Regions from separate parts of the Mus musculus genome. Here regions 1 and 3 are each linked to region 2. The links are chromatin contacts, called in public ChIA-PET and HiChIP or PLAC-seq maps. All regions are on one chromosome and are shown on one strand. Each heading gives the region's core, a stretch centred on a gene start, on an enhancer-like site or on the middle of the called end of the contact. The rest is flanking DNA. Distances are from core to core; before and after follow the strand shown. Region 1 has its middle 27 kb from the start of Kcmf1. Region 2 overlaps Tcf7l1 (transcription factor 7 like 1 (T cell specific, HMG box)). Region 3 has its middle 13 kb from the start of Gm31547.

Region 1 (4,102 bases), core at 918-3,417, 290 kb before region 2:
CCCCATTTAACCCTGAAAAATCTTTCCTGTCCCTTCTCTTTGCTTTCCCAGGAGACAGTCTTGGCAGTTTGGAATAAACTTTTCCCTTTTCAACCACGGACTGGCTATTTTGGTTTCTTTACTGTGCCCATTTTCATTTACTCCCCAAACCAGCTTGGGATGGGGATGGGCTGCGATAGCAGAGGCTATTTTCTTGGTGGTGCACACCCCTAAATTTTAAAAGTCGAGGATAAAAGCCGGGCACAGAACATTGGAGGAGAAGGCTGGAAAATCAGAGAATCTCAAGATCAGCGCTGGAGATTTGGATCAGCATTTACGAGCATAGAGCAAGTTTGAGGCCAGCCTGGTCCACATGAGACCCTGTCTCAAAACAACAGCTAAAAACCTCAAAGACGAAGGCCAACAGGCCGCCCCTTGGGTTAAGGTGCCTGCAGCTCAGCCTGATGATAGGAGCCAGTTCCCAGAAACCACCTGGTGGAAGGTAAGAACCAAAGGACTGACTTCTTCAAATTGTCTTCTGACCATCACACGTTTACACACACACACACAAGCTAGGCCTAATGTAGTGGTACCTGCTTTTAATTCCAGCACTCAGGGAGGCAGAGGCAAATAGATTTTTTGTGAGTTCAGCCTGGTCTATATAGGAATTCCAGTCCAGCCAAGGCTACATAGTAAAACCCTGTCTCAAAATAAATAAATAAAATAAAAGTAAACTTTAAAATGTAGTTAAAAGATTTTTTAGAAGATTTAATTTTCTTTTTTAATTGACCAGGCAGTGGTGGTACACTTTTTTAATCTCAGCACTCGGGGACAGAGACTGACAGATCTCTTTGAGTTCAAGGCCAACCTGTGTGAGACCACAACAGGAAAAATAGACCTTACAGGTTGAGTTCTGTTTGCAATTAAGAATATATTCCTGTTTGTCCTACGTGTGTTTGAGCCATTTGCACCAGATGGACTTGATCCCATGTGGGCAAGAATTACATCAGAATGTACACTTGCCCCTGATGGATAGAAGGTCAATTGTGGGGTTTGCCTTTTTAAGCATCTGAAAACTGTGACTTGGGAGCATTTTCCTTAAAACTCAGGTGTGGGCCTGGCTAGAGTCCAGTAACCTGGCCAGTATTTAATTAAAGATTGTTTCAAATTTGGCTTGAAAGTGTGGTAGTGATCTTATTTTTGACAAATAGGATTATTGCCTGGTCTACAGAACAAGTTCCAGGATAGCCAAGGCTACACAGAAATCCTGTCTCAAAAGCAACAACAGCAAAAAGATGTGCATGTATCTACCGAGGCCAGCGGGGTCATCAGATCCTCCTGGAGCTGGAGTTACAGGCAATAGTAAGAAATCCGACATGGACTCTGAGCATCAAACTCATCCTCTGTAAGAACAGTGTGGGCTCTACTACACCATCTCTCCAGCCAAAGACCAAAGGAGAAGTATTAACAATGAAAACAGGAAGGTTTTCATTCCTAAAGCCTACATTTAAAAAAAAAAAAAATCATTAAGCCAGGATTAGTAGCATACCAGTTCCCAAGAGGCACTGGCAAAAGAGAAGCGAATTCCTGTGAGGCCTAGGTTATCCTGGCCTCCATAGGGAGTTCCCAACCATGTCAGCCTTGGCTACAGAGTGACACTTTAGCTTTAGAAAAGGAAAAAAGAAAACAGAAAAAAAGCCAAAGCTACTATAGCATCATAATGACATACTGCCAGTATACATCCCTAGGGTTTGTTGAGTGTCAGGTTGGGTGTGGGAAGACTTCAAGAGATCGAATGGCCATAGTAGACAGCAAGAGAGGATTACACTAGCATGGGAGGTTCCTTGGGGCCTGGGCCAGTATGGAGCCTGAGGTGTGCCTTGTCTATGCACTGTGGTCAGCACTCAGGCCCTCTCGACTTCTCACCTGGACCCCGGATCATTAGCAGGTGGGGGCAAGCTGCCTTGCCCCCACCTGCTGTCCAGATATGACTTCCTGTTTGGCAAGTTCTGAGGGTTCCTCTCCCTGCTCCTCAAACTCCCCTTTGTTCATAAACTTGGCATTCGACATCCCTAGCCCTTATCCCTCCCTTCAGCCAGCTGGAATTTCCTGTCCCACTGTCCTCCCAGCAGGAGATTCCATTCCCGGCTCTGAGTCACTTTGGGGTGACTCAAGTGTGACTCACTCCACCGAGGTCCCTCCCACTTCAACTTACCTCGGCTGGGTGTGGCTCCTGCCCATTCACTGGCAGGGATCTTCTTTCAGCCACAGCTGATGTGAGACTCCTCCCACATCCCAGGAACCTGGCATGAGAAAGGGACCCTCAACAAAGGAGCAATCTGGCCAGTGCCGAGGCTGCTAGATGACAGAAGCTCAAGCATTCCAAAGCCTGAACAAGAAGTCGCTGAGCTGGTTTCTCTGTCCCCACCCTCCTCAGACCCTGCCTCTAGCTACAATCAAGGCTCATCTGGCTTTTCAGAAACCCACCTTTCTGCCCCAAGGATCACTCCAAATACCCATTTCCAGCTGGGAGCAACTATGGATCACAGACTGAGCTAACAGTAGTTATGATCAGGAAAGTATTCAGTTTTAAGTAGGATACAAACTTATGTACTGAGCAGACAAAAACAAACACACAAAAATCTCACAGGAAATAGGAGATACTTTATTCTGGAGTCAAATCTGAGTGATCATGACCCAGGAACAAAAATTTAAGTCACCACAAATTCCATGTTCCAATGTGGTAACAGTCTGATGAAGTGTCGTTGTTGTAGTTTTGGTTTTCTGAGACAGGGTTTTTCTGTGTAGCCCTGGCTGCCCTGGAATGATGCTTGCTGGTTCATTTGCTGGCTTACTCCTCTCTGTCAAGGCTCTAACTTAACCAGCCTCTTAGACAACCCAGAAACGCCTACTTGGGGAATGGTTCTGCCAACAGTGGGTTGGCCCTCCCACATCCATCATTAATCAAGACAGTTTCCCACAGACATGCCCATAGGCCAATCTGATCTAAGCAACTCACATAAATCGGCTTGTGCACACCTGTAATCACAGCTCTTGGAAAGTAGAGGCAAGAAAATCAGGAGGTCAAGGTTAGCAATGATATCTCAGGGGGCTTAGAGACAGCGTGGAGTACACAAGACCTTGTCTTTAAAAAAAAAAAAAGGATGGGGAAGTGGGGTGGCGAGATGCTCTGTGGTGGTTTGAATGTACTTGACTCAGAGAGTGGCATTCTTAGGAGTTGTGGCCTTGTTGGAGTAGGTGTGGCCTTGTTGAAAGAAGTGTGTCACTATAAGTATGGGCTTTTATGAGACTTTCCTTTGTCAATGCAATTAATCTGATTCCTTAGGAAGACTCTTCAGACAACAAAAAGTAGCCATATTCTTCACCAAAAACAGTCTTAGGCCATATACTAACATTCTTCTCCTCTGAAACTTTTGAAGCAAGACCCCCACAGTTCAAGCCACACTCAGCATCAGTGATGCCATATTCTTACTAGGATGGCCCATTAAACCCCACTTAAAGCATTCCACTGCTTTCCAAATCCAAAGTCCCAAAATCCACATTCTTCCAAACAAAAACACGGCCAGGCCTATCACAGCAATACCCCAGTTCCTGGTACCAACTTCTATCTAGGGTTTCATTGCAATGAAGAGACACTATGGCCAAGGCAACTCTTGTAAAGGACAAACATTTAATGGGGGCTGGCTTACAGGTTCAGAGGTTCAGTCCATTATCATCAAGGCAGGAGCATGGCTGCATCCAGGCAGGCATGGCACGGGAGAAGGAGCTGAAAGTTGTGCATCTTGTTCTGAAGGGAACTGGGAGAAGACTGTCTTCCAAGCAGCTAGAAAGAGAGCCTCAAAATCCAACCCCACGGTGACACACTTCCTCCAAAAAGGCCACACCTTGTGATAGTGCCACTCCCAGGGCCAAGCATATTCAAACCACCACAGGTTCAGTGGTTAAAGATAAGCAAAAGACTAGAGAGATGTCTTAGCAACTGAGAGCAGTGGCTGCTCTTCCAGAGGACCTGAGTTCAACTTCCAACACCCACACAGCAGCTCACCACTGTCTGTAACTCCAGTTCCAGCAGATCTGATACCCTCATACAGGCATACATACA
Region 2 (4,007 bases), core at 206-2,705:
CCTGAGGTTAAGAGTCAGGAGATGTGGCAAAGCTGATACTTTCTTCTATTTACCTGGGTCGGGTGACAGAAGAATGGAGGGACCCCTGGCTTAGCTGCTCCGGGGCAGGTGGCAGAGTCGGAGGGTGGCAGGGTGCTGCTGTGGAGTCTCAGTCCTCCGGGATCCCCTACCAGCCCCACAGTTGACCAGCTCTGGCAGACACCACCCACAGTGTGTCTGAAGGAACGACCTCTACTGGACCTGCTCCCTCCCCATGGACTTTGGGATGTTTCAAAGAAACTGATGTCACTGCAAACATTTTCAGTGTCCATTCTCCCCGGGAGCCCTGCCCTTCTCTATCAGCTAAGGGGTCATGGATGATTGACAAAACTCATATTCTGAATAGCGTTGTTAGTTGTCTACTGAAATGTTGGGTGATTTCCTGGGCAGCCATTGTCAAGTCCAGGACTCCATCGTGATTGACAGCAGAAGGGAAGGGTCTACTCTCCTGAGCGATCAATCCCATGCAGCTGGTTTCTGATCAGGTTAAGGGAGAGATGGCTCTGCAGTTAAGAGGCTGGCTGCTCTTCTGAGTTGAATTCACAGCAGCCACAAGGTGGCTCACAACCATGCATAATGGAATCTGATTCCCTCTTCTGGTGTGCATGAACACCTGAGCAATCCTATACATGAAATAAGCAAATAAATAAATCTATAAAAGAAGAAGGACAACAAGAGGGAGGGGGACTCCTCTGGTGGACAGTTTTCCATGGCGAGCCCTTAGGGGTTGGTTTTACTTTGGGCTTAAAATATGCCCTGGGGACCCCTTTGCTTTCTTAAGAGCTGTGAGTTTGAAGAGCTTCAAAAGGGAAAAGACTGAAGCAGGCTGTGGTGGTCATCGAGCAGACTAAGTTACACAGCCTGCCTCAGCAAGGTGAAGCTGCGGGCCAAAGGAGATGGCTCAGCAGATAAAGTGTGGGGACCAGAAGGAACTGGGATGCTCAGAACACATAAAACCCAGGCAGCTGTGGCAGCCTCGCATGGATTTAGCAGATTATAAAGACAGGGCAAGGAGTTGAGCCAAGATCAACAAGCTCTGGGTTCAGCAAGAGACCTCAGTAAGTCAAAAGGAGATCAAGGAGACCCTCCTCAGGTCTCCATCTGTGTACACACATACACACAAAACTTTAAAATGGATCAGGGAGAGGAGTTGTCAAGATACCTGGGCTGAGAAGGTGCTCGACCTATGTAGCTTGCTGGAAGGATTTGGCTGTTTCGGATGGGGCATTGCTGGAAGGACTTGGCTCTGTTTCGGATGGCATTCCTTGCTGAGCAAGCCCGTGTGGCTCCTACGTCTTGTACTGAGGTTGTCCACTTGAGGCTCTGCATTCCTGACGGTAGCCTCAGCCTTTGCCGTGCTCATCAAGCTCCTGGGGACAGCTGGAGAGAGAAGTGGGTGAGGACAGAGTGGGAGGTAGCCTCCTAAGAGGACAGGCCAGCCTCTAGGACAACTCTTGCTCAGCAACACTTCCTGTCCAGCCCCTCGCGGACCATTTTCTGGACAATGATGCCCCCTAGTGGTACAAAATTATAACCCGCAGGTCATTTAGATTTATACCTAGATTTGCAAATTGAACTCCCTTTATGTGTTCTTTGACTGAAGGGTAAGCAGGCAACTGAAACTTTTTAGTTTATTTATGGAAGGGGGTTGGTCCAGGCTGGCTTTTAACTTACTATGTAACAAAGAGTGACCTTTGACCTCTGATCTTTTTACTTCCTGAGTGCAAGTGTCTGCGTTACCGGTTTATGCTACCACACCCAGTTTACACAGAGCTGGAGATCAAACGTGGGGCTTCAAGGATGCTAAACAACTGTGCTACATATTCCAGCCTAAGAGTTCTCACTATAAAATGACAAAAATGATACAAATAAATATAAATTAAAAACTGAAGCGTGAAGGCTGGAGTGGATGATCATGGGTTCGAAACTAGCCTGGACTATATAATGCGATGTTGTCAAAGATAAATAAATGACATGGGGCGTTGTTGGCAGGGGCTGGCTTAGCTGTGTGATTATGTAGCAATCAGTTTTAGAATCATTGTTTATGAATTGTATCATGGTTTGTGCAATTCTCTCTATTTTTATTCATTATATTTCTTTGTGTGTATGTGGGTGGGCATCCTTTAGCCATGGTGTTCTTGTGGAGGTCAGAGGATCTACCCTGAGGGATCTAGAAAGAGATGGCAGGTTATCAGGCATCCACCTTGACCCACTGAACATTCTCTGTAATTCAATAGCCCTATTACGTTTATAGTGCCGAAAATTACCCTTTGACAGGCTGGCCCCTATAAACCCAGGTTCATCATTTGGATACACTCACTTGGTTCCTAGAAATCTGATGTCAGAGCTAGTTATTGCACATGTTCTTTCTTGTGCTGTATATTCATCATTGTGATGGCCAGGAAATACAGTGAAAGCAGCCAGGTGTAGGTGACACACGCCTTCAGTCCCAGCACTTGGGAGACAGAGGCAGGCGAATCTCCGAGTTTGAGAACCTACAGAGTGAGTTCCAGGACAGCAAGGACTACACAGAGAAACCCTGTCTCTAGAAAACTAAAAAAAAAAAAAAAAAATTCTCCAAAAAAGTGAATGGGCTGGTGGGTAAGATCACTGACTGCTCTTCCAAAGGTCCTGAGTTCAAATCCCAGCAACCACATGGTGGCTCACAACCACCCGTAATGAGATCTGACGCCCTCTTCTGTTGCGTCTGAAGTCAGCTACAGTGTACTTTGGGCCCAAGCAAGCAGGGACTGAGCGAGCAGGGCCAACCCGAGCGAACGGGGTTGACCAGAGTGAGCAGAGGTCCTGAAAATTCAATTCCCAGCAACCAAATGAAGGCTCACAACCATCTGTACAGCTACAGTGTACTCACATACATAAAATAAATAAATCTTTGAAAATGTGAAGGCAGTATTTAAGTTTCACCTTATGCTGCTACAGCTAACAAGTACAGAGGACTAACTAGGAAGCTACTCGGTTTGAGGCCTTTTTGCACCACCAAGGCCAGCAGCACACCTCATGATCAGGATGGGCTTTCCTGCTCTCATCCCTGCTCTGCCCACTTTACCTGCTATAAGACTTGGAAACCCAGGAAGCCCCAGGAACTGAGCAGACCAGAGTTTGTGGTATGCATATCGGATGAAAAGAGGGGCAGCAGGAAGTGACAGAGAGGTCAAAGGGCTTCTCGTCAGTAAAGTCAGAACGTGGTTACATAAACCCGAGAGCTCCTGTCAGAACGGCACAGCCCACAAGCGCCCCGCTGTACCCATAAAGGGGGGCTGTGTGGGAGTTAGAGACCGGGGTGGGAGTTCGAGGCCCTCTCTCATCCTCTTCTCGTTTCCTTCCCTCTAGGCCAGTTGTGAGGGCTGGAAAGGGTGTTACACTGAAAGGAGCCACCGGTGAGTGGCAGCTGGCTGGACACACCGTCTTCCTGCCACTGTGCCTAGTCCATCTCCTCTCTCTCTTGCAGTCCAACAAAGTTCCTGTTGTTCAGCACCCTCATCACATGCACCCGCTGACACCTCTCATCACCTACAGCAACGACCACTTCTCCCCTGCGTCCCCTCCCACGCATCTGTCCCCAGAGATCGACCCAAAGACAGGTGAGTGGCCCCTGTGACAAGCTGGGCTCCCAAAGAGCGGTGGTGGGGCTCTATGGGGTCGGGGGTTAAGTATAGAGCCTGGAACCATTGTAAATGCAAGGGTTGTTTAGTCATCTGAGGTTGGGCCTCTATAACCAGAACGTGTGCCCACTACACCACATATTTCCAATAGAGCCTTCTGGACAGACGTCAAAATGGCTTTTAAAACAATGGGGGCGGAGCTGGCTTTAATGTGTGGAAGGTGATAATTAACTGCCCACCACACCTGTCCGTACCTGGAAGCCTAGGTCTTCATAACGTTCCTACTGAGTCACTGTAACACTAAGAATTTTCAGAGCCCATGTTTAAAGAAATAATGATTATTTG
Region 3 (4,099 bases), core at 820-3,319, 360 kb before region 2:
CCCTGAGCACAGTTCCTAGGACATATGAGGAATATCTCACAAGAGCTACAACTACAATTCCAGAGGTCTCAGACCCTCTTATGGCCAGAGGGAGAGAGAGAGAATAAAAATAAATCTTTTAACAATCAGTATGAGCTGGGTGGTGATGGCGCATAACTTTGATCCCAACACTAGGGAGGCAGAGGCAGGTAGGATCTCTCAGTTTGAGGCCAGCCTGATCTACAGAGTGAGTTCCAGGACAGCCAGGGATACACAGAGAAACCCTGTCTCAATAAAAAAATGAAAAAAAAAAAAAAAAACTAAAAGTCTGGACGTTGGGAAAGGCCAGGGCCAGAGATTAAAAACAGGATGGCTACTATTGAGATGTTATTTAAAGCCATAAGGCTGAGCTATCCATGGGACTGAACGAATACCAAGTGGGAGAGAAGAGATCTAGCCTTGGTCCCAAGGCCATCTGATAGTGAGAAATCAGAAGACCGAAGAGCAGTCAGACATGGACAAGGAGAAATGGTGGCAGAGGTTGTTGGAAAACCAGAAGGGTAGAAGCCAGCAGGAGAAAGGGCCTTCTGAGGGAATCAACAAGTGGTCTGAGGGTCGCTGGAGGTCAGAGCAGAGGAAGGGCTTGAGGCCTGGCCTCTCTCTGCAAGGAAACAGTGAAGTCCAGACAAGGCCAACTGGATGGCATCCTGGAAGCAAAAGCTGCCCTTCCCCCACTCAAAGAACAGCAGGGAGGACAAGGAGCTCAGAAGCAATGTCTCTCTGCAGGGGGAGAAACTGAGGCTTTCAAAGATCTACAGTCCTCTCTCTAAAGTTGCCATTAAGTGGCCCAAGAACCAGGTTCTATTACATTCTACTTATTTATTTGTCTATTTGTTTATTTGTCTGTTTATTATATATAATGTTGGGGGCAGGGAACACGTATCAGGATGCATATGTGGAGGTCAAAGGACAACTTCCCAGAGTCAGATCTCTCATTCCACCATGTGGGTCCCAAAGATGGAACTCAGGCTGTCAGGCTTGGTGTTGAGCATCTCTGTCCATTGAACCATCTTGCCAGCCCACAGGCTTTAAAGAACTTACCACGAGGCCTTACCATGCATACGGCTGTGCTTGCGATTCATTGTCTTTTGGCAATTAATGTTCTATTAAGTCGACCCAAGTGACACACATCTATAGTCCCAGCTAGTCTGGAAACAGGCAGGTGGATTTCTCAAGCCCAGAAATTCAGGGCCTTCCTGGGTAACAAAGCAGGGTTCCAACTCAAAAGAGAAAAAAAAAAAAAACTTTATTCAATGTACTGTCATTCAAGAGCTCTAGCTGAGCCTGGATCTTACAAGACTCTACTCAGCAACCCTTCCTGACCCCAGGAGACCTGCCCAAGAAACACTACACTAACATCAGTGAAGCCTTGGGGTACCAGCTTTCCCCAGCTTAGATTTACACAATTCACAAGCTTTTCTGCTTTTTGTACCTAGAGTGTGTGTGTGTCCCAGCTTAGATTTACACAATTCACAAGCTTTTCTGCTTTTTGTACCTAGAGTGTGTGTGTGTGTGTATGTGTGTATTATATATATATATGTATGTGATTATGTAATATACATATATATAAATGTATGTGTGAGTGAGTGGTTTCAGTGTCCACAGAGGTCGGAAGAGGGAGGACATCAGATCCTCTGGACTTAGAGTTACAGGCAAATGTTCTTAACTGCTGATCCATGTCTCCAAACACTCTAAAGTTGTATATTCATATATTCAAATATATATTTGCCAAGCTGGTATATATATATCTGTGACTTTGAGGCCAGCTTGGTCTACATAGTGAGTTCCAGGACAGCTAGGGATGTTATACAGAGAAACCCTGTCTAGGGGAGAAGAAAAAAAGCTGCCATGTGTGTAAAAGTTCAAAAGTTACATTTTAGTAAATAAACTGAGCCAAGTGCAGTGACAGTCTCAAGATTAGCCAACGTCAGTACATAGCAAGTTTGAAGCTAGTCTAGGCTACATGAGACGCTGTCTCAAAAAAGTTGGGGGGAGGGGGGGCTCTGGATGTTGGTAGAGTGCCTGGTGTGCACAAAGCCCTGATTTTATACCCCCCACATCCTCAATGCATAACACAGGGTTGGGTGGCACACCACTGTAACGCAGTGCAGGAGAGGCTGAGACCAGAGAGCCAAAGTTCTCAGTCATTCTCTAATACTCGGTGAGTCTGAAGCCAACCTGTGATCCATGAGATTGGGGAAGGAAGTCAGGGATGAAGAGGAGGAGAAAGGAAATAGAGAAAAGAAAGGAACCTTACCGTACAGGCTCCTTCAACTTACGCAGTTCTGTTCTGACAAACAGAACACCTGCCTCACTCCTGAAGCACAGCCACCGTCCTGAGGGCTATAGATACTGCTCTACCAGGCACGGCCTCAGCCACACAGGCAGGAAGACAGCCTCTGGGCCTCTAATCTGCAGTTCTTATCTTGCCTCTGCCGGGTGCCAAAGCCCCAGCCCAGAGCACTGACTGAACAGGTGTGTCTGCCTCTGCTGCCCTCAGACCCAGATCCTCAGCCGCAGGACAGTCTGTCTCCACAAACACAATCCACTAGCCCACTTCAGCATGACTCCCGTCCCCACATGCTAGGAACAAAAGCTGTGAACCTCAGTAGTTAAAAGAGAACAAAACTGAAAACATATCCCTTCTAAACCGCGTGGCAACAGTCCTCAAAAGAGAAAGACTTGCCTATGGCTGACTGAGACACAGGAAGCCACACCCTCAAGTCTTAGATTTGTAAGACACCTGTATAGTGCACAAAACAAAAAGCAAGGTTCCACAGGGGTACCTGGAGCCTTTGGCTCCTTGCATCCCAGGACCTATAGCACCTGTGTTTTCCCAAAATGACACCCAGCCACAGTGATATCACAACAAACTAGCCATGAGTTCCCCTTTTCATTCCATCCACGTTCACTGAGCACCTATTACTTCCAGACACTGAGAATACAGATGCAAATGCAATGGACAAGAACCCATTCAAGATCACGTAGCTGGGACGGGAAGGCAGCAAGCATCATTTTTAGCAGATCGGATTAAGTGCTACAGAGAAAACAAGCAAGGAAATAGACAAGAAGGATGAATTTGATCAGCAAAGGGCACATCATGAAACATGTGAGTCAAGAAGACTAGACAGAAGTAAAGGGGCATGCTTGTGGATAGATGGGGAAGAACTTTCCAAAAGAAGGAAGATCAAGAGAAAAGCTAGCAGACGAGAAAAGCAAGGATCAGTCAAGGGGTCTGTCCTCGTAGTGCTGTTGGGATTGTTTGTTGTTCGTGGCTTGATCTCTGCATCCTAGACTAGCCTCAAACATTCAGCGGAGGGTGATCCGGAAGCTGACTCTCCTTTCTGTATCCCTAACGTGCTGAGATTACCAGCATGTACTGCCAGGCACTCCCATTTTATGCCTTGCTGGGGATAGAACCCAAGGCTTCATGCAGGCTCTAAGCCAATGCTCTACCAACTGAGCTACATCCCCAGCCCCTGTTTGAATATTGTTAAAGAACAGATAGATGCAAGCTAACAAATGTTCAGGAAAAAAAAAATCCTGTAATACCTGAAGCCAGGTAAGGCTCAGACCTCTCTAATGCTTAAGCCAAGCAAGCTTACAAGCATATGGGCCTGCAGAATTGGATCCTTATTGCTGCACTGAATTGGAAACCAGACTCCAGAACTTTTATTCTGGGGTCTAAACACCCTCCCCACTATAGACCTACCCATGATCCTCCTCCACAACATGCAAATAAAGCATGTAGCCCAGTTTTCAAACCCACCTGCTGCCCTAAGACAAGGTAGGTACACAGAACACAGTAATCATTCTCAGAGGATGGCCCTGGAACCTGCCGGTATTCCCCAAGCCTGATCAGGGAAACTGTAAAGTCAAAATTATTTTCATAAGCCACGCATGGAAGTGCACTCTAGAGGCCGATGGAAGAAGACAGTGGTTTGGAGATCTTTCTGGACTACATGGGGAGTTAGATCCAGGCCAGCCTGGACTGTTTGGGGAGTTAGATCCAGGCCAGCCTGGACTACCTGGACTGTTTGGGGAGTTAGATCCAGGCCAG

The links. ChIA-PET counts read pairs in DNA pulled down with a chosen protein or histone mark. HiChIP or PLAC-seq counts read pairs in DNA pulled down with a chosen protein or histone mark.
Region 1: a contact with region 2 is called in an H3K27ac HiChIP or PLAC-seq map of embryonic stem cells, with 8 read pairs. The contact joins two enhancer-like sites. A contact is called at or near these places in 1 of 39 promoter capture datasets (the HPC-7 cell line and HPC-7-derived erythroid cells), 6 of 484 Hi-C or Micro-C datasets (the G1E-ER4 cell line, the HPC-7 cell line, cortical neurons and 1 more), 3 of 115 datasets of contacts at active chromatin or transcription factors (embryonic stem cells and pancreatic cancer cells) and 2 of 9 other capture datasets (adipose tissue and pancreatic islet).
Region 3: an RNA polymerase II ChIA-PET map of memory CD8 T cells shows a contact between it and region 2, with 5 read pairs. The contact joins two enhancer-like sites. A contact is called at or near these places in 1 of 484 Hi-C or Micro-C datasets (embryonic stem cells) and 2 of 115 datasets of contacts at active chromatin or transcription factors (bone marrow-derived macrophages and memory CD8 T cells).

What each region holds. Positions count from the first base shown.
Region 1 is chr6:72,925,051-72,929,152 of GRCm38.p6, reverse strand. No RefSeq gene overlaps it. Among named protein-coding and RNA genes, the nearest start is that of Kcmf1, 27 kb to the right of the region's middle. Within about 2 kb of position 2,167, at least 175 of the 459 cell types and tissues checked have an H3K27ac peak or open chromatin away from gene starts, as enhancers often do. A contact at or near this core is called in embryonic stem cells, myocytes and pancreatic cancer cells, where this site is marked.
Region 2 is chr6:72,633,734-72,637,740 of GRCm38.p6, reverse strand. It overlaps Tcf7l1 (transcription factor 7 like 1 (T cell specific, HMG box)), which reads left to right. Exons shown (of 12, transcript NM_009332.3): 5 at 3,509-3,641. It overlaps Gm15401 (predicted gene 15401), which reads right to left. Exons shown (of 5, transcript NR_040422.1): 4 at 1,202-1,419; 5 at 24-662. Among named protein-coding and RNA genes, the nearest start is that of Gm15401, 6.4 kb to the right of the region's middle. Within about 2 kb of position 1,455, at least 128 of the 459 cell types and tissues checked have an H3K27ac peak or open chromatin away from gene starts, as enhancers often do. A contact at or near this core is called in embryonic stem cells, memory CD8 T cells, myocytes and 1 more, where this site is marked.
Region 3 is chr6:72,991,896-72,995,994 of GRCm38.p6, reverse strand. No RefSeq gene overlaps it. Among named protein-coding and RNA genes, the nearest start is that of Gm31547, 13 kb to the left of the region's middle. Within about 2 kb of position 2,069, at least 62 of the 459 cell types and tissues checked have an H3K27ac peak or open chromatin away from gene starts, as enhancers often do. A contact at or near this core is called in memory CD8 T cells, where this site is marked.